6 separate regions of the Mus musculus genome follow, and all the other regions are linked to region 1. A link is a contact called in public promoter capture Hi-C data. All regions are on one chromosome and are shown on one strand. The core of a region is the stretch at or near the end of the contact, and the rest is flanking DNA. Distances in the headings are between cores, read along the strand shown.

The links. Promoter capture Hi-C pulls out the DNA fragments that hold promoters and counts their contacts.
Region 2: a contact with region 1 is called in a promoter capture Hi-C map of pre-B cells, with 5 times the contacts expected there. The contact joins the promoter of Vtcn1 here to the promoter of Mab21l3 in region 1. A contact is called at or near these places in 3 of 39 promoter capture datasets (hippocampal neurons, liver and pre-B cells).
Region 3: a promoter capture Hi-C map of liver shows a contact between it and region 1, with 4 times the contacts expected there. The contact joins the promoter of Man1a2 here to the promoter of Mab21l3 in region 1. A contact is called at or near these places in 3 of 39 promoter capture datasets (hippocampal neurons and liver).
Region 4: a promoter capture Hi-C map of hippocampal neurons shows a contact between it and region 1, with 4 times the contacts expected there. The contact joins the promoter of Sike1 here to the promoter of Mab21l3 in region 1.
Region 5: a promoter capture Hi-C map of hippocampal neurons shows a contact between it and region 1, with 5 times the contacts expected there. The contact joins the promoter of Csde1 here to the promoter of Mab21l3 in region 1.
Region 6: a contact with region 1 is called in a promoter capture Hi-C map of liver, with 3 times the contacts expected there. The contact joins the promoter of Nr1h5 here to the promoter of Mab21l3 in region 1. A contact is called at or near these places in 5 of 39 promoter capture datasets (embryonic stem cells, hippocampal neurons, liver and 1 more).

The regions. Positions count from the first base shown.
Region 1 is chr3:101,834,936-101,837,723 of GRCm38.p6, forward strand. It overlaps Mab21l3 (mab-21-like 3), which reads right to left and starts at 1,288. Exons shown (of 7, transcript NM_172295.4): 1 at 986-1,288; 2 at 59-329. The coding sequence starts at 307. Gm33381 (a long non-coding RNA gene) reads left to right here. Exons shown (of 3, transcript XR_003954538.1): 3 at 1-484.
Region 2 is chr3:100,823,838-100,826,795 of GRCm38.p6, forward strand. Vtcn1 (V-set domain containing T cell activation inhibitor 1) reads left to right here and starts at 1,622. Exons shown (of 6, transcript NM_178594.3): 1 at 1,622-1,753. The coding sequence starts at 1,722. Gm32720 (a long non-coding RNA gene) reads right to left here and starts at 2,731. Exons shown (of 3, transcript XR_375902.2): 1 at 2,402-2,731; 2 at 981-1,169.
Region 3 is chr3:100,683,941-100,686,896 of GRCm38.p6, forward strand. It overlaps Man1a2 (mannosidase, alpha, class 1A, member 2), which reads right to left and starts at 1,533. Exons shown (of 13, transcript NM_010763.2): 1 at 621-1,533. The coding sequence starts at 922.
Region 4 is chr3:102,994,437-102,997,158 of GRCm38.p6, forward strand. Sike1 (suppressor of IKBKE 1) reads left to right here and starts at 1,304. Exons shown (of 5, transcript NM_025679.3): 1 at 1,304-1,531; 2 at 1,720-1,825. The coding sequence starts at 1,373.
Region 5 is chr3:103,019,019-103,021,924 of GRCm38.p6, forward strand. It overlaps Csde1 (cold shock domain containing E1, RNA binding), which reads left to right and starts at 1,528. Exons shown (of 19, transcript NM_001161854.2): 1 at 1,528-1,651.
Region 6 is chr3:102,962,789-102,965,751 of GRCm38.p6, forward strand. Nr1h5 (nuclear receptor subfamily 1, group H, member 5) reads right to left here and starts at 1,345. Exons shown (of 11, transcript NM_198658.2): 1 at 1,300-1,345.

The DNA of each region.
Region 1 (2,788 bases), core at 38-2,537:
AATGGCCATGGGATGGAGAGTTAGAGGGTGTGCCCAGGAGAGGCCAGCCCTGGCTCACCTTGCTCAGCAGGCAATGGTCTAAGTCTCCCTCTGGAAGAGACTTCATGGCTTCTTGGTCAACCCCCAGTATAGCAGCAACCTTCTGCTTTCTTTCCCGATGGAGGACAAATCTGGTGGGTAGCTTTCCCAGCAACGTTACTCTCTGGATAAAACTTCTCTGGAATTGTGAACGTGGACCAGAGACTTGACTTCTTCTTGCCTGCTCACTGCAGTTTTCCTTTCCAGCATGGAAGAATTCATCTGCCATCTTTCAGGGAACTGTAGAAAGACTAAAAAGGAGACGTGATGAAAACGAGTTGGAACTTATCCTGTTTTTTTTTTTTTTTTCTTTATCCTGTTGTCCTGGCACCAGGTGCACCTTGGTGCCCAGTACCTTACATCTCCCCGTCCTTACCTTGTTGACAGTAAATATCCCTTGGCCCTCCACTCCTGAAAATTCTGCAATTGATTTACTTCCTTACCATAAACAAATAAGAAATTGCAAACAAGCCGCCTGGTTTTTCATCATGCCCGGCACAAGGCTTGCCAATCAGATGAGGGCCAGGAGTGACATTTAGAAAAGCCTGAGCTCACAGGGACACTTGTGTATAGAGAGGCAAGCTTACATGCTCGCATAGTCACACACAGACACAGGCACACACACACACACCACATGCATTCACAGAGACACTTGTGTATATAGAGGTAAGCTCACACGCTCACACACTAATACAGACACATACATGAACTCACAGAGACACTTGTGTATACAGAGGCAAGCTTGCCCCCCCCCCTCTCTCTCTCTCTCACACACACACACACACACACACACACACACAGAGAGAGAGAGAGAGAGAGAGAGAGAGAGAGAGAGAGAGAGAGATACAAACAGGTAGATACACGCAGAGAAAAGTAGGGCAGAGAGTCCTGCCTCTCACCTGCTGACCTTAGAATGTGATTTCCCACTTGGACGTTGGCATTCAAAATATACTCAGTATAAACAGGCCCCTTAAGAGTCTAGGACACATCTAGTTTTACCAGTAAAACTCATCCTAGAAAACCGACAATAAGTTCCCAGTCTGACTGGTTGGGCCTAGTTTTACTCCAGGAGGGAAAATATCCCAGCAGCCTTATCTCCCTAAAGCTCGTGAGTATCACCGTCTTTGATCCGAAAGACTGACAGACAACAGAGCTGGCAGTCCAGTTCATGTCTGAGCAAGGCTTTCAAACAGGCAGCTCTCCAAGCCAGCCTCCTCAATGCTCAACCGCAGCCAATCCAGCCCTTCCACTCTCTCCCGCGGCCCCAAATTTGCATATCCTCCCAGACAGCTCCAAGGAGAGCCACATCAGACCCCACCCACCTCCCTCCTCCAGGCGCTGGGGCGGCCTTCTCCAGGCTTCATCTGCCAATCCCAGGTCTTATACCAGTCCTGAAAAACTGAGGATCCACAAAGGTCCCCAGAATCCCCCTCCACGCTGACTGCCTTGACTTTCCACCTGCTTTTCCGTGTCCTGGAAATCCCCTTCTCTTTACGGCACATGCTCTGAAATGGTAAGGGAATCTCTGTCCCTTGACTGCTGTTACTATAGTCATCATTCCGAATCTACCACATCAGCTTTTCACTAGTGAAACAAGAAGCTCTACCCCCTAATCTGCCTTTGGGAATTCTCTTTCCATGTTGCTTTCAACTCTGCTGAAGTCTCCCCACCCCCACACTCACTCCCTTCCCCACACACATACTTTTATTTTCACCCTAACTTCTGCTTTTGCTGGAATCACTACTGCATAGTCCCTGTCCTACGGCAGGGTCTTTCCCAATAACAATAAAGTTGCCCCGGGTTTCTGGAATTAAATGCCCACACCTTCACTATTCTTGCTCTAACACCGTCCCGTCTCAGTCACTCAGTACTACAGATTCAAGTGTTGTATCTGGAAACTTCTCTTGCTCCAAGATGGAAAGATACTTGCCAGGTATGGAGAGGGAATTCTGAATAATTGAACTATAGGAGGAACCCAGAGAAGGAAAGGCACTGTGAACTCAGGGCAGCTGCCTGTAGATGTATTCCCAGGAGAGCCACATCTGAAGATTGGTGTGTTGTGTGAACACAGCTTAGAGTAGCATGGCCTGGTTCCTAGTGCACTGGTAAGGTTCCACAGCACAGGGCTATGGCACAGATGAAGGCTCTGGCAGCTCCTATCAGACAGGCTGAGGAAAACAGGCTTTACCGGCAGACACAGATCTCTAGTTAATGGGACAACAGGTCAGCGAATGTCTGTTGGGTAAGGGTGTGCCTGAAGCACTGTGCCAGGCCACCAAGAGGGACCTAGTTAACTCAGGCTTTCCTCCGTCCTCAGGAAATAGAAATCCTCATTTTTTTTATAACATGCCAGTTTGAAAAATGGAAACCAGCTTTAGCCCAATTCAATCTGTAAGGACCAGGCAGGTGAGATGGCTCAGCAGAGATAAGCATCTGCCACCGAGCCGGAGGACCTGGGTTCGATTTCTCCCCACCTCCCAGGACCCATATGGTAGAAGGAAAGAGTGAACTGCCTCGTGTGTGCATCCACACATACATAGAAATAATAGATAGATAAATGTAATAGATTTGGAGGACCAATAACATGTTTAATGTCTGCTTTCCAAAGTATTCACAACATTTTATTTATAGTCTTGTGTGTGCACACAGAGGTCAGAGGACAAGCTTGGATGTCAGTCCTCAAGTACTTTCTTTTTTTTTTTTTTTTTTT
Region 2 (2,958 bases), core at 372-2,871, 1.0 Mb before region 1:
TGGAGCCGCTCCTTTCAGAGCTCATCGAGTGGTTGGACCTTTGTGCTCTTGCTCAGAATGTATAGATCTAAGGAAACTATGGCCTCTAGGGACCTCAGCTTCCTGAACCCTGGAAGGACCCATCTTCATGGACACTGCATAGGTTCCAGGGTGTTGCTCTTTGCTTATTTCAGGGAGAGGACAAGCACAGGGGGCCTCTTCTAAACCTGCTAACTCCCTAAGGGACGCTTCAGAGCACTGGTTCTCAACCTGCCATCATAACCCCTAGGAGGGGCCATGTATCAGACAGCCTGCATATCAGGTATTTACATCGGGATTCATAACAGTAGCAAAATTACAGTTATGAAGTAGCAATGAAAATAATTGTGTGGTTGGGGTCAGCACAATACAAGGAACAGTATTAAAAGGTCATAGCATTAGGAAGGCTGAGAACCCCTGCTTTAGAGAAAGGCAAAGTGTTCTTGAGACCACCCAGGAAATCAACCTCCCTGTGCTTGACTGCCAAGCTCAGTCCTCTCTTCTGAAGTTTTCTCCTCTTGCCACTCAGTCTTCTCTCCTTCTCAGCTCCACTCTCTGCTGGTTCCCAAAGTCCCTGACCCATTCTGGGTTGGCCATAGAAGGCCTGGGAAAGTTACCTAATCATCAAAGGCATTCATTCCCCTTCCAAGGGTAGAAGAGGTACGCAGGAAGCAAGCTTTATTCTTTTCAAAGCATCCTAGGTTGTGATCCCAGTGCTCAGGGGCTGAGGCAGGAGGATTGATAGAAGTATGAGGTAGCCTGGGCTACAATTGTGAAACTAGTAAGTTTCAAGCCAGCCAGCCAGGGCTACAGTGTGAGACCCATTTCAAAGACAGGAGGGAGGGAGGGAGGGAGGGAGGGAGGGAGGGAGGGAGGGAGGGAGGGAGAGAGAGAGAGAGAGAGAGAGAGAGAGAGAGAGAGAGAGCTGCCTTGCCATGAAATTCAGAATGCTATCCACTCACCTTGAATAATTTTCTGTGCAATATATTCTCAACATCTCTGGAACCTCAAAGCAGCATTAAGAAATGGGAGTAGGGACAGGTCCCCTCACCCTCTCCCTGAAAGGAAATCAGATCTCCTCACTTAGCTTTGTCAGAGTTCTTCAACACCAGGGCACACCAGGGTTCTTGTAGCTTCAGCTCATGGCCTCTCTGTGAGTACACCAGCAGAAATTGAACGTAGAGAATGATTCTAGGGGAGGCATGGGGGGGGGGGGCACAACCTAGTCTGCTGTCTCAGGTCAGCACCAGCAGGGATCAGATGCATGAGAGAGAAACTCTATCACGGGTGACCCAGCCAAGGTCTGAGGTCAACACCAGCAGGGATCAGCATTTCTACCAACCCTGCAGCTTCCTGGAATTCCTCAGACAGTGAGTTTAGATCCTCCTTGTGGCCTTGTGCAATTGAAAGATAGCGACCTGTATGAATTCAAGCCCCGAGGTAGAGACTGGGAAACTTCTCCTCACCCTTTCACAGGTCAGGGCCTAGAAAGGCATCCCTGGGCCTTGGCTTCACGGAGCTATTTCCTCATACCTGAGCCGTCCACAGCTACATGCACCCCTCCCAGCCTGCACTATTTAAAGACAGCACAAAGGAACCCGATGTGAGTCACAACACCCAGGAGGGCAGCAGCAGGCAGGCAGCTCCACTCACCAAAATCTGGCCCCACACACAGCAGGACTGTGGGAAGGAACTCCCTCTCCATGGCTTCCTTGGGGCAGATCATCTTTTGGAGGTAATCCTCTCTCTCTCTCTCTCTCTCTCTCTCTCTCTCTCTCTCTCTCTCTCTCCCTAAATTGAGAACAGGGGTGGGGTCTTTGGGAGGTGCTAAGAACCTGTGGGCTGTGCTACAGGGTCACACTTGCACTTTATCCGGTCCAGCACTGGGAGAGGAAGAGGTTAATAAGCAACTTTAGCAGCCCTGAGCAACTGCCCAGACTCAGGGAAGGTTCTGGTAGGTGATTTCTTTCTTATGAAAGACTCATCCCTACTAAGGCAGCTGTGGACTGAAAACTGTGTGTTCCACACTGAGGACTCAGCTGAGATGTTCAGGCACAGTAAACCCAGTTCATGGAGCTGCAGAGGTTGGATGGAGAGCAGGGCTGGTGGTGAGCAGGCAGGCAGACAGACAGACGTGTTTCAACACTTTCCTGTGGGCATACTGTCTCTGCAGTCTCACACTAACACCCAGCTCCAGCCCAATCTCGGCTGCAAGGTGGGGGTCCCTCATTTTCCCAGGAGAGCCCAGAAAGGACACCCTGATGGTTATTGCTACATAACCCACTAGACAAATTAAAATAAAATACAATAAAAAGACGCATGCCCACCTGCCGCCTACTGTTCCTCAGCTATACTCCAGGTTCCCCGTTAGGACATCATTTACCTTTCTGATTGAAAAGAGATGGAAAATGAAAGGATTTTGTTGTTGTAGTTGTTGTTGTTGATGGTGATGGTGGTGGTGGTGGTGGTGGCGGCCTGGCCCATCCTCCAATCTCCTTCTCCCCCACTAGGAAATAGATGATGATTTCAGTGTCAGTCCTAACTCATTAACAGTTTTTAGGAAGACACACATGCTGGTTCTAGGGGTTGTTTGAAGACCCAGTCTTCCAATTTCATGTGCCTCTTCCAGTTAAGAAAAGAAAAGGAGGGTGAGGTGGCAGAAAGGAGAGTGATTAACAATGAAAAGTCTGTAAAGAACATCACTTCCCACACAGCCTAGAAAATTCCTCCCTTAAAAGAGAACTCCACCTCCCTCACTCATGTTCAGCAAGAGGCGGGGCAGAGGCTCTGCAGGATCAGCAGAGAGGGGCTCTGGACAGCACCCCTCCCTCACTGTGCTGGGCCAACGCCCTGAGGAGCAACAGGTGTCAATCATCTTTGTCCAGAAGCCTCAGCCTGTCTGGATGGCAGTCGGAAGCACCCGTGTCAGGAGCTAGCATT
Region 3 (2,956 bases), core at 283-2,782, 1.2 Mb before region 1:
ATACTTCTCTTTCACACATTCAAGAATTAGCTTATGAGAGGAGAGAGGTGTTTGGAAAAAGCGAATTGTCTCCAAAGTCTCCTTTTAGGTAAAGATCTAGAAATGACTTAAAGGCTGGAAGCAGAGCTTCCATTTCATTTCATCTTGATTATACCCTGCCAAGGGCTCAATTCAGAATAACTGGCCAAATTATGGTTAGGGATATACACACCCCACCTTTTAACATTTAAAAAAAAAAAAAAAAATCAGAGCACAAGCCAGAGATTGGGACTTGGTGGCTGAGCAAAGTCTAGCAAGCTGTCAAGATTCAGTGACTTCACATGGTGGCAGAAAGGCAGAAACACGTTCTCAATACGCGCATGCTGACTCCCTGTATCTCCGCTCCCTGCTGTCCACAGCAGAAGAGTCTGACTGAACACTTCGTTCTGCCGGGAAAAACCAAGGAACCCTAGGAGTCCTTCCAGTCTATGTATGGTTCTACCCAGGCAGCTCTGAACCAACAACGTTCAACACCCTGATCATTCACAGGGGCAGGAGGGGGAGGGGGGAGAGACAAGAAAGCAGTGAACTGTACCTTGCTCTCCCAAAAGGAAGTACCATAATTTAAGTAACAAACGAACCTGTGTCTGTGTTCGTCGGGTCCATGGATCAGGAAGACGCCGGGGTTTTTAGCTCCTTTGCCGGCATCTACGTGAGGAATTAACACATCTTCTAAGCCCAGATCAAAGCGTTTGTGTTTTGAAGAGTCTGGAAGGAAGAAGAATGCCCCAAAACACAGGGTGATGAAGGCACTAAGGATGAGGAGAAGGATAAACTTCTCGGAGAGTCTCAAGGTAGCCCTGTGATGTGGGAAGGAGGGCGGCCCCAGGTTCAAAGGTGGTATCCTACGACCAGAGAGGGGCAGCAGCGCTGGGGTAGTCATCGTTTAGGCTCTTGGACGGAATACTTTATAAAGTTCTCATCTTATATCAAACGTACAACACATCGAACCGTTTCTCAAAACCTCGGCCAAAAAAAAAAAAAGAATAAACTCAATTTCCCTCCTCTCAAAGGATTGTTGTGCTTTTTTATTATTATTATTATTTACGAGGCCACCTCTTTCACGCTCTCCGATTACATCCAGAAGCCCGGGTGACCTCCCAAGCGATCGTTGGTTTCTGTCCCGTCAGATCTTCTCGCCATTTGGCTCTCGGTGCCTCACCGGATGATCGCGAGTCTCCTCTTCATTCCCGAGAGTGGATCGGGCGAGCCACACCGCAGAGAAGCTGCAAGGTGGGTTCTGCCATGCCCGCGCCCCGGCGCGATGCTCAGAGGCGGCTGCCCGCCCCGGGAGGCGCCCGGCGAAGACGACGAGTTGCAGTAGGTCGGTTCCACTCGGTCCCCTCCGGAGCCTCCTCCGCTCCACCGCTCCGCAGCCTCCGCGGCTTCCAAGCAGCGGCGCCGGGCGTAGCAGCGACGACCCTCAGCCGAGGCCGCGAGGGCGACGGCGTCCCGAACACTACAGCGCCCGCGCCGCCGCGCGCTCTGTCAGGAGCGGAACTTCCTCCTCAGCCGAGCGGCCGCCCCCACCCGGCTCCTCCTCCTTCTTCTCTTCCTCCTCCTCCTCCTCCTCCTCCTCCTCCTCAGCTAGCCCCGCCGCCCGCTTCTCGGCCGAGCCCAGCCGCGGCGGCCGAGCCCCTGCGCCTCGGTGGCGGCGTGCGAGGTAGCCGGGCCGCGGCCCTCAGACCGACAGCCCGGGGCCGGCGCCGGCTCATTCCTCGCACCGCCTGGGAGAGGCGGGCGGGAGGGAGGGCGGCCGGTCGCGCGCGAGCGAGCAGCCGCGCCTCCCGCGGCCGCAGGGCGGCTCCGGCAGGGCCCGGCCTCGGGTGGCTCGCACGCTCGCGCTGACTGCGGCGCGGGTCCGCGGCCCTGGGCTGGTCCCTGGCCTGTGGAGGCCGGAGGAGAACAGAGCGGCTGCGCGGCCGACACCGGTTGGGCCGAGCGGCTCGGCCGTGGGGGGCGCGGGCCCGGCTAGCCGCCCCGACTCGCGAGTGGGCGTCCCCGGGCGGCGGAGTGTGAGGTGCGCGCGCACGCTCCCGGCCGCCGCGCCCCTCCCCCGCCCGCCGGGCCGCTCGGGCCTGGCCGCTGCCGAGAGCCCGGAGCCCCCGGAAGCCCCGGCGGCCGGACGAGGAGGACCAGGCGCTTGGATCGCGAAAGTGGCGCTGGAATGTGGGGTTCCTGGGACTGACGGGTTACGGGGGCCAAGGCTGATGCCTCCCTCAGTTATCAGTGACTCGGGGCCGGGGTTCAACATCAAGGTCTCAAACTTCCACGCGTTCTTGGGCACGCGAGGCTGGTTGAAGAAGGAGGTGGCACCGGCCACGTGCCGGATTCGTGTTAAAATGGCAGCCCTGCGCTTTCTACTGGGTTCCTTTCTGAGGAATCGGACGACCTAGGTCAGACAGGAGATTCCTGGTGGTTCAGTCCCAAGACTATATATACACTCTATAGTCATCTTCACCACCACCACTACCATTCCCCCCGCAAAGATAACAAAGATGAATGAATGAGCAGGTGTTAAAACCCAAAAGGACAATATTGTTGAAGTTGAGGCTTGAAACAATCTGAGTCAATTCTGTTATCTGTAATATTGAGAAGAACCAGGTTGTGATAAAGTATAATATAGGCTTCTTAGCAATGCATATGTATTCTTGCATCTAGTTTGCATTTAGCTTTTTTTTTTTTTCTTAAATTTACCTTCTGTTCCTTGCACACATCCTAACTGGTAGCTGGCAATTGGAGAGGAGGCCCATAAATGGCAGGGGTGGGAAGTCAGCCTTAGAAATCAAGGAAAACTTCATGTCCCTTGGCAGGATTCAGAACTACATTCCACTAGGCATTTCTAGAAGCTCTGCAAACCCTACCTTCCTACCACAGGACAAAAGAAGTCATTGGTTTACAAAATAAAGCCAGCACA
Region 4 (2,722 bases), core at 54-2,553, 1.2 Mb after region 1:
GGGGGGGAAACTAAGTGAAATGTTAGAAACAAATAAACTAGCCTGTTCACAGTTGGGTATTCTCATGCACGGTGGCTGGGAGCATCAGGAGAGGCCCCTCCCTTCTCACCTGAGACTTATACTGCTGGCAACCGAAAACTTGTCCCCACTTCAGCCCTTCCTAATGTCCTAACCTATGCCCACATGCCTTAGGTAAGTTTATTTGGGCTACCAGTACAACCTTCAAGTGTCCCCCAATTTCTCCAGAACTGAGGGGATCTTTACCCCTTAATGTCCAGCTCACATAATCTGAGCCCTCATCCTGTGTGACTTCAAGGGGGTTGTGTACTCCTCAAGTATTTCTAAGAGTCCTGGGAAACGCTCCTCACAAAACGTTTGCAAATATATCCTGGTCTTTGTTGTAAACTTATTCGAGGCTATTATTCTGTTTTCCCAAAGTTGTTTTCCTTCCGAATGAAAATTATTTCATCTTCCCAGAGGCAACCTCTTAACACAGTTTTGTAAGTGTAAAATTTTTACAATAGGCATTTCCCCAAATCACAAAAGTACACCAAACATCACGTGTTTCTAAACTTTACATCTGAACTCAAGATAAAAGAGACTGTAGGACAGGGAAAATGATTCTTTAAAACACAGCATTACTACTATTCTACTGTCCTAGACTCTTTTGGACAAAAATATTTTAGGAAAGAATTCCCTGTCAGCCACCGTACTCGTTAAACACAGTCAGCCATAGTGCTGTAGAATAGCAGAATAGCTCCCAAATCAAAAGGCTTCCAACATTGCACTAAGGAAAGATTTTCCTTTGTGTATGTGCACACGCGTGTGCATCTAACTGATTGCATACACAAGTGCAGTTGTGGAAGTCAAAGGACAACCTCAGATGTCATTCCCAGACACTGCTCACCGTTTAAAGGAAGAAGGGAGGGAAGGAAAAAAGGAAAAGGGGGAGGTGAGGAGAAAGAAGAGAAGAAATGGAAGGAGGGAGGGAGGAAAGGAGAGGTTCCGGTGTATTTTACCACTTATTGGGGGTGAGTATCTGTTTCATCAGTTTGTTACAATCCCATTACTAAATAACAAACTACATCAATCAAAACCAGAAGAAAAGTTGAACTAAGACCGGAACAGAAATAACTTCGTGAAAAACCAGGATGTGGCACCAATCCGACCTCTGCTGCTCCACCCTAGAAAGGCTAAGGCTGTGGCGAAGCCTGAGGGTAACCAAGAGTCCACCTCTGCGCAGGCGCCGACCGAGATGCCACCACGCCTTTAAAGTGCACCCGGAAGTGACGCGATTCGCGCTGAGCCAGGGCCGGGTAAGGTCTGAGCGAAGCGCCTAGGCTAGCGGGCCCGGCGCGCCTCCTCGGCCACTATGAGCTGCACGATCGAGAAGATCTTGACGGACGCCAAGACGCTGCTGGAGCGGCTGCGCGAGCACGATGCGGCGGCCGAGTCGCTGGTGGACCAGTCGGCTGCGCTGCACCGGCGGGTGGCGGCGATGCGGGAGGCGGGCGCCGTGTTACCCGAGCAGGTCGGCCGGGGGCCGAGCCGCGCCCAGGGGTGGACGCTGCGGGCGGGTGGGTGGGGTCGCGCGGCCTGATTTATCTTGGTCTGGAGGGCAGGGCGGATGTGTGAGCTTCCTGTGTCGTGGGTGGGACTGCTGCCTCCTCCGCAGCACCTGCCCATGTTTACAGTGCCTTAGTCTGTCTTTCTGTCCAGTATCAAGAGGATGCATCCGACGTGAAGGACATGTCTAAATATAAACCTCACATTCTGCTGTCTCAAGAGAATACCCAGATTAGAGACTTACAGCAGGAAAACAGAGGTTAGTCAGGCGTGTGTGTGTGTGTGTGTGTGTGTGTGTCTAGGATTTTTTTTTTCTGGTAATACTACTTTGGACATTCTTACACAAGTGCCTGAACAGTTCACAAGCGTGCACATCGCATACATATATTTAGATCAGTGCTTCAAGGGTCAACTGGTAACAGTAAAATCTGTTAGATTGCTCTTTTAAAAGTCTTCCTGGTTGATGACCTTGAAAGATGTATTCAGTAGTTTAGCAGAGTTGAATTGTTAGATGGCTGGGGAGTGACCACATACCAAATGGAGGCTTCTATAACTAAAGTTCATAGTCTCCAAATGTAACATTTCGATATTAGAGTGAACACTAAAGTTAAGATCGACGTTTCTTTAATGTTCCTGTGCAAGATGGAAGGCTAGAACTTCGTCCCCCAAATACATAGTCTTAGGGTTGTTGATGACAGCAGGATGGTAGTTGTCTGATGGAGCCCTTTTACATCTGCCATTCCACTCTATGCCCCTGACCAAGTATTTACACAATGCAGCTAAGAAACAGGTTCACAGACACCAGTTGGAACCAGCCAGAAGGCCTGAACTGCCAAGCTGGAGGATCTGAGGCCATTCCAAGGGCCTACGTGGTTTAAGGAGAGAACTGACTCCTGGGGGTTCTTCTCTGACCCGACATGTGCCGTGGTTCACACAAATCAACAAAATGTAGTTTTTTTTTTTTAATTTTAATGAGCTCATTTTTGCTTCTGAGAAGTCAATTAGAAAACTGAATTCAAATCCGTGCCTCGTGATTACACGTCCCATTTTATTTGCACAAGACTCTACTGCCTAGAGAGTTGGTTTTCAGGTACACTGTTCACGTCTGTGGGCTTGAATACTGATTTCCAACTTTGGATTCCCAGTGTCCCGTGGA
Region 5 (2,906 bases), core at 278-2,777, 1.2 Mb after region 1:
TGAGTTCCAGGACAGCCAGGGCTGTTACACAGAGAAACTCTGTCTGGAAAAATAAAAGTCCCCCTAGTATTTAACTGTCTCAACTTAGTTCAAAGTCTTTTCTGAGATTTGTGCAATCTCTTAACTGTAATCTGCAAAGCAAGACTGAGAACCAGTTTGCAAACTCCAAACTTCATCTCCATGTCTGACGTCAAAGGGCTCTTCAGATCTTAACTCCTTTCAGCTTTGCAGGTATCTCATGGCTCTGGCTTTTCCAATACTGGGGTCTCCAATACACACACACACACACACACACACACACACAGAGTGGGGGGACAATATTCATATTTGTTGCTTATTTTATTTTATTACATGTAATTTGTTCCCCTGAAAGCCCTACCTATGTCTACAGAGGTCTGCAGTTTCTCTGAATAACCAACTGAAAGTATGGGTAAGAAGTACACTTGGCAGGTTGTGGTGGCACGCCCCTTTAATGCCAGGCCAGGAGAAGGGGGGGGGGTATCTCATGAGTTCTAGGCCAGCTAGATCTACACAGCAAGTTCTGGGTGAGTCCCTGTCTCTCCCCCGCAAGGAAAGTACACCAGGATGAGAATGTTCTCCTCTCCCACAGAAGCAGGAAATAGATGGGAGTGTCCTCAGGGAGCTACCCTTTACCCAAAATGGTTAAGAGGACCACTGAAGTTGGGCATGGTTGTCCACACTTTTAATCCCACTAGGCTGAAGCAGGCAGATTTCCCAGAGTTCCAGGGCAGCATGTGCTACATGTGAGACCCTGTCTCAAAAAACAAACAAAAATAAAAAACCAACAAGATAGTAAAAGTAAAGTAATTGTTTTCTAGATTATTGACAGGGCAGCCTAAATAACTTTGCAATGGTTAGATCTAACCATTCCACTCCTCTACTCCAGTCAGGTGAATTATGCTTTTAGCCTGCTTTCAGCCTTTTAAATACTTATTCAGACTGACACACTACAAAAATCTTCTGGTAACTGAAACGGACAGTTAAAGTGGTTTGGGGAATTTTAGATTTTATTGATAATACAGCCTCGCTTATTTTTGTCTGTCGCAAGCAATGTAGTTTCTGGAAGACAAAAGCTTTACAAATTACTTTGTTAAAAACTTTTCTCTAAAGCAATGAAATCCCTTCTAATGTAGGAGACAGGAGAAAGCCTGTCCCGTGACTAAAGAGAAACTGCGATTTGGACTCCTGGATTATGGCTGAGGAAAGTGAAATCTTTTTATTCACGACACTCCCGGATCTGCCCTCAGAACTGTTCCTACTTCATAAGGCCTTCCTACTCAAGCCTCGTCGCTGAAAGCTTTCGGGCTCGCGAACACCGGGTGAACGCCTAAATTCACCCTTCGCCCCGCCCCCAGCGTCGCAGCAGAGTCACTAAACGCAGAGATTGCTTCTGGCACTACCCAGGGGCGAACGTAGAGAAGAAGAGTCACCGGCTTGCGTGTGGCTAAACGCAGGTCAGCGGCTGGCGTCACTCAGCCCTCGCGCGCAAGCGTACTAAGAGCACGCTCCCCCCACCTTCCCGTGCACGCGCTCGGAGCCTGCAACTCTCGCGAGAGAAGCGAGATTTATTCCTACGTACCGGGCCGTGCTGCTTATGGCGGCGCTGGAGAGGGGGCGCTGAGCTGTTGGGGTGAGTACGACCTCAGTGTTAAAGTGGGGGTAGCAACGAGCCAGGTTAAAGACAGCTGAGGAGACTCAGGTTAACGGGAGGGACCTCTGAGTGTCAGAGTGGGCACTCCTAGAATTCCGGATGGAGGAGAGTTCAGTGTGAGTTCCTACTCCAGGCGTCCCTTTTTCACCCTGGCTTCAACCGTCTCGGCCTCAGGGCCGGCCGCGAAGCCTTAGTGAGGAGGTGAGGCCAGGGGGTGCGGGTAGCGGCGGTGTCGGTGTCGGTGTCGGTGACTGAAGTGGGGGGAGGGAGCGAAAATGGAAACTCCGACCGCAGCCAAGATGGAGGCAGAGGGTGCGGGGCTCGGGCGCGAAGGCTGCCGGGAGCTGTAGTCCGTCCTCTTCCCCCTCTGCGGCTTGGCGGGGGAAAGGGAACTACAAGTCCCGGCGGGAGGGGTGAGGGGGTGGTGGCGCGGTCCTTTGTGTGCAGCTGGAAGAGGCCGGGGAGAAGGGCCTGTTCTTTTTTTCGGGACCTTGTCTGTCTTGGCCGTCACTGGCTTTGGGGATACTACTACGACTACCAGAGCGCAGTGCGGCAGTGGCGCCTTCTTTGTGTGTGGGTTGAGACCCTGTTCCATCTAGGGAAAGTGCTGCGGGACACCTCTGTTCCCTCAGCCACATCTGACCCTAGCGCGGCGGAATTGACACCTTTACTCACATTCTCTTGTGGCTGGGTCTCCACACCTAACTGTCCTTTGGCATTTGAAAAAGGAGTCGGGCCCCGTTCTAGGCACGTGTCTCCCACCTTTCTGTCTGGGGTAAATGGCATGCGTTAGGAGAGTTCCGTGATGCCCTCCCTCCGTGGTGCAAGCGCTGGCCTACATTGTGCAATGAATGGCTTGGCTTTGTCATGTATCTATCTAGTGTGAGAGCCCCAGTCGGAGAGCAAATTAAATTGGAAGATTTGACCGTCGAACGTTTCAACCATACCCAATCTTAGTGCCCCGGTTCTTTTGCTTTAAAGAGTTAACCTTAGAAACACCTTTGTGGCTGGTCTCCAACCTGACTCACAGGTGAGCAGGGAGTACTCCTTAACACTTTCCACTGCAGAAAACATTCTGAACATTATTAAACCACTTAGTTTCCTTGTTCTGCAACTAAAATGAGCAAAAAGATAGTGCTGTTTAAGCAGTTGAGGAGGACGGGCAGAAAGGAACTAAGGATGTTTAAAGATTGTAGTTGAGTTTGGACATTATGTTAGGCTGATGTGAACTTCT
Region 6 (2,963 bases), core at 95-2,594, 1.1 Mb after region 1:
TCATGCTGATGCACCTTTGAGCCAAGGTTCCCAGTCAAAATTTACCCTAGTCAGAGAAAATCAGGAGAATGTCTTTGAACAACAGAAAATAAGGTTTATTAACTCCTCTATGAGAGTTTACTTTAGAATATAGAAGACTCTTGCCAACGTGGACTATTAACCTATAGTTTTGATAGTAATTTATTGACATATAAATTTTTAAGATTTATTTATTATATATATAAGTACACTGTCGCTGACTTCAGACACACCAGAAAAGGGTGTCAGATCTCATTATGGGTGGTTGTGAGCTACCATGTGGTTTCTGGGATTTGAACTCAGGACCTTTGGAAGAGGAGTCAGTGCTCTTAACCGCTGAGCAATCTCGCTAGCCCTTATTGACATATAATTAACTCATGAAACTCAACCTTAACTATAGAATTCAAAATATTCACTTCTAATACAACTGTCATCACCACACAACTCCAGAGCCCCTGATGCCTTCAGCCCTCAAATCCAGCAGGGGTCACACCTCACCTCCTTTCCCAAACACCTGTCATCGTGTCTCCTCCCTTTTCAACAGATTCATCTAGTCTAGATATTTCATGCAAAAAGGGCCATAAGGTTGTGCATGTAGTTTTGAAAAATAAAGGGATTTGATTCGTTTTCTCTCAAATAAATTTTATGGATGAATAATGATAGCAAAAGAGGAAACATGCTAATATTAAAAATACTGAAACTATAAAATTAATACATTCTATATTTCAGGAACACAATTTGTATGTATTTCTCTAGTCTAGTCTTTATATCATCATAACAGTTTCAACAGACGTGTCAGATACAGCATAAGTTTCATGGTGTGTTGGATCTACTTATACTCTTGCCTCTCAGGACAAAGCACATTATCAGTGAGCTCATGATTTAAAAACAGGTTTCACTCAGCAAGTGAGACAGTGAGCATCATCCCTGGATGGATCACATTAACAGGTCAATTGTCAACTGAGTTCAACTAACACTCCAAAATCCCTCTGAGCTTCTATCGGCAAGAATGAAATTACTTTATAATCTTCTGCAGTCCACACAATTTCTTATTTTTAAGGAAAGTGGTTTTCAGGGTTTACCTCTAAATAACAATCAGCTCACTCATTTTTGCAAAATAAGAACTTGTGGTGGTAGAGGTTAAAGCCCTCAAAAATGTCTTTTTAACAACACTGTACAGTTTAGTATACACCCAAAGCAACAATGAAATTAACACTCGTATTTAATTCAGACAGCAGAAGATTTTTAAATTGTCTTATTTTAGAGAAAACAAATACTCACAATTGGGTAGTGTTCCTGCAGTCTGCCCTCCTCCTCATGGAATGAGAAGAGAAATGTAGCAAGTCCGTTGACTTCCCAGCTGGGCAGAGCAGGCACTTCCCTGCTTATCAGAGGCTGGACAGGGGACGTTGCATCCACTTAGGCTCCAGACACTCTGCAGAGCAGTGCCTCAGCTCTATCTCACAGACAAACTTCCCACACAGTCCTCTCTTGGGTTAAAACAGGGCAATTACAGGCTGACATAAATCAAAATATAACCGGTCCATCAGGGACTGAGGCCTTTGGGACCTGCAGGTCCCACTCTCCAGAGCTTCTTACTGTTTACTTAACAAATGCTTTGTGTTCTGAATTTTATATTCTTCCACTTTAGCTATAAAACATTGGGTCTCTGCAAACCAGTAAGTAATGTATGCAGAAGTAGGGAGAGCTGTACAGAAAGAACAGGGGTCCACATTGATTGAAAAACCCATTAACATAGGTGCTGGGACAGTTCAATTTGTTTGTACTGTATCTTCTTTTTTCCTACAGAAAAAGAAGTTGCCTCACCAATTAAATGTATGGATAATGGTTTATAAATTAGTACACTGATCAGTGTATATATTACCCTGTGTTTCCTTCCTCTTCCATAAAAAAAAAATGTAATATAAATAAATAAACACCAGACTCTAGTGCTTGCTTAGGCTCTCATAGCTAATTAGTAAGAGATGAGATTCCATGAAAGTCCAAGCAAATAGCTTTACTATTGTTTTGTAAGATGCCACTTATATAAACCAAGTGTGTTGGACACTAATCTCATGACTCATCCCCATATGGTTGTGGTGACCCCCAACCATAACATAATTTCTGTTGCTACTTTATAACTGTAATTTTGCTACTGTTATGAACCATAACATAAATATCCCTGTTTTCTGATGGTCTTAGGCAACTAAGAAAGGGTCATTGGACCCCTGAAGGATGTCGAATCGCTGAGAATCAGGTTGAGAATTGCTGCTTTAAGGCACTGTTGGGAGGCATGGTTACACAGTTTCACTGTTAAACTCTGATTTTGTTGGTCACATCTTCTCTGACGGAAGGCCTCATCTGCTTTGTCTGAGTTTGCAGTTGTTACACTCATGATGAATTCTAGTTCCTTGTTTCCACAAGGAAGAATTCCTGATGAAATCTCCAAGTCATGGCACATTAAACTGTGTTGCTTTCATCTTTGTTTTTGTTTTAAATTGAGTCCAAGCGTCATACAGCCCAGGCTGACCACAAACTTGCAATATTACTCAGGACAACCTTGACCTCTGATCCCTCTGCTTCCATCTCCCAATCTCTGGAATTATAGGCTTGCAACACTGTTCCCTGCTGGACCAACTTGTTTGTTTTTCTGTTTTGTCTTTTTTGTGTTTATTTTTGTTTGTTTGTTTGTTTGTTTTCTGAGACAGGGTTTCACCATTTAGCCCTGGCTGTCCTGGAACTTACTCTGTAGACCAGGCTGACTTTGAACTCCCAGAGATCTGACCACCTGTCTCAAGAGCAATGGGATTAAAGGTGTGTGCCGCCACCACCAGGCCCAATTTCTTAATAGGAGGTCCTATGTCACAAAATGTTTAGCCTATGCACCAAATAATAAAGTCACAGCACTGTTGCAGGATATTTGATCACACTGAGACCCCTGAAAT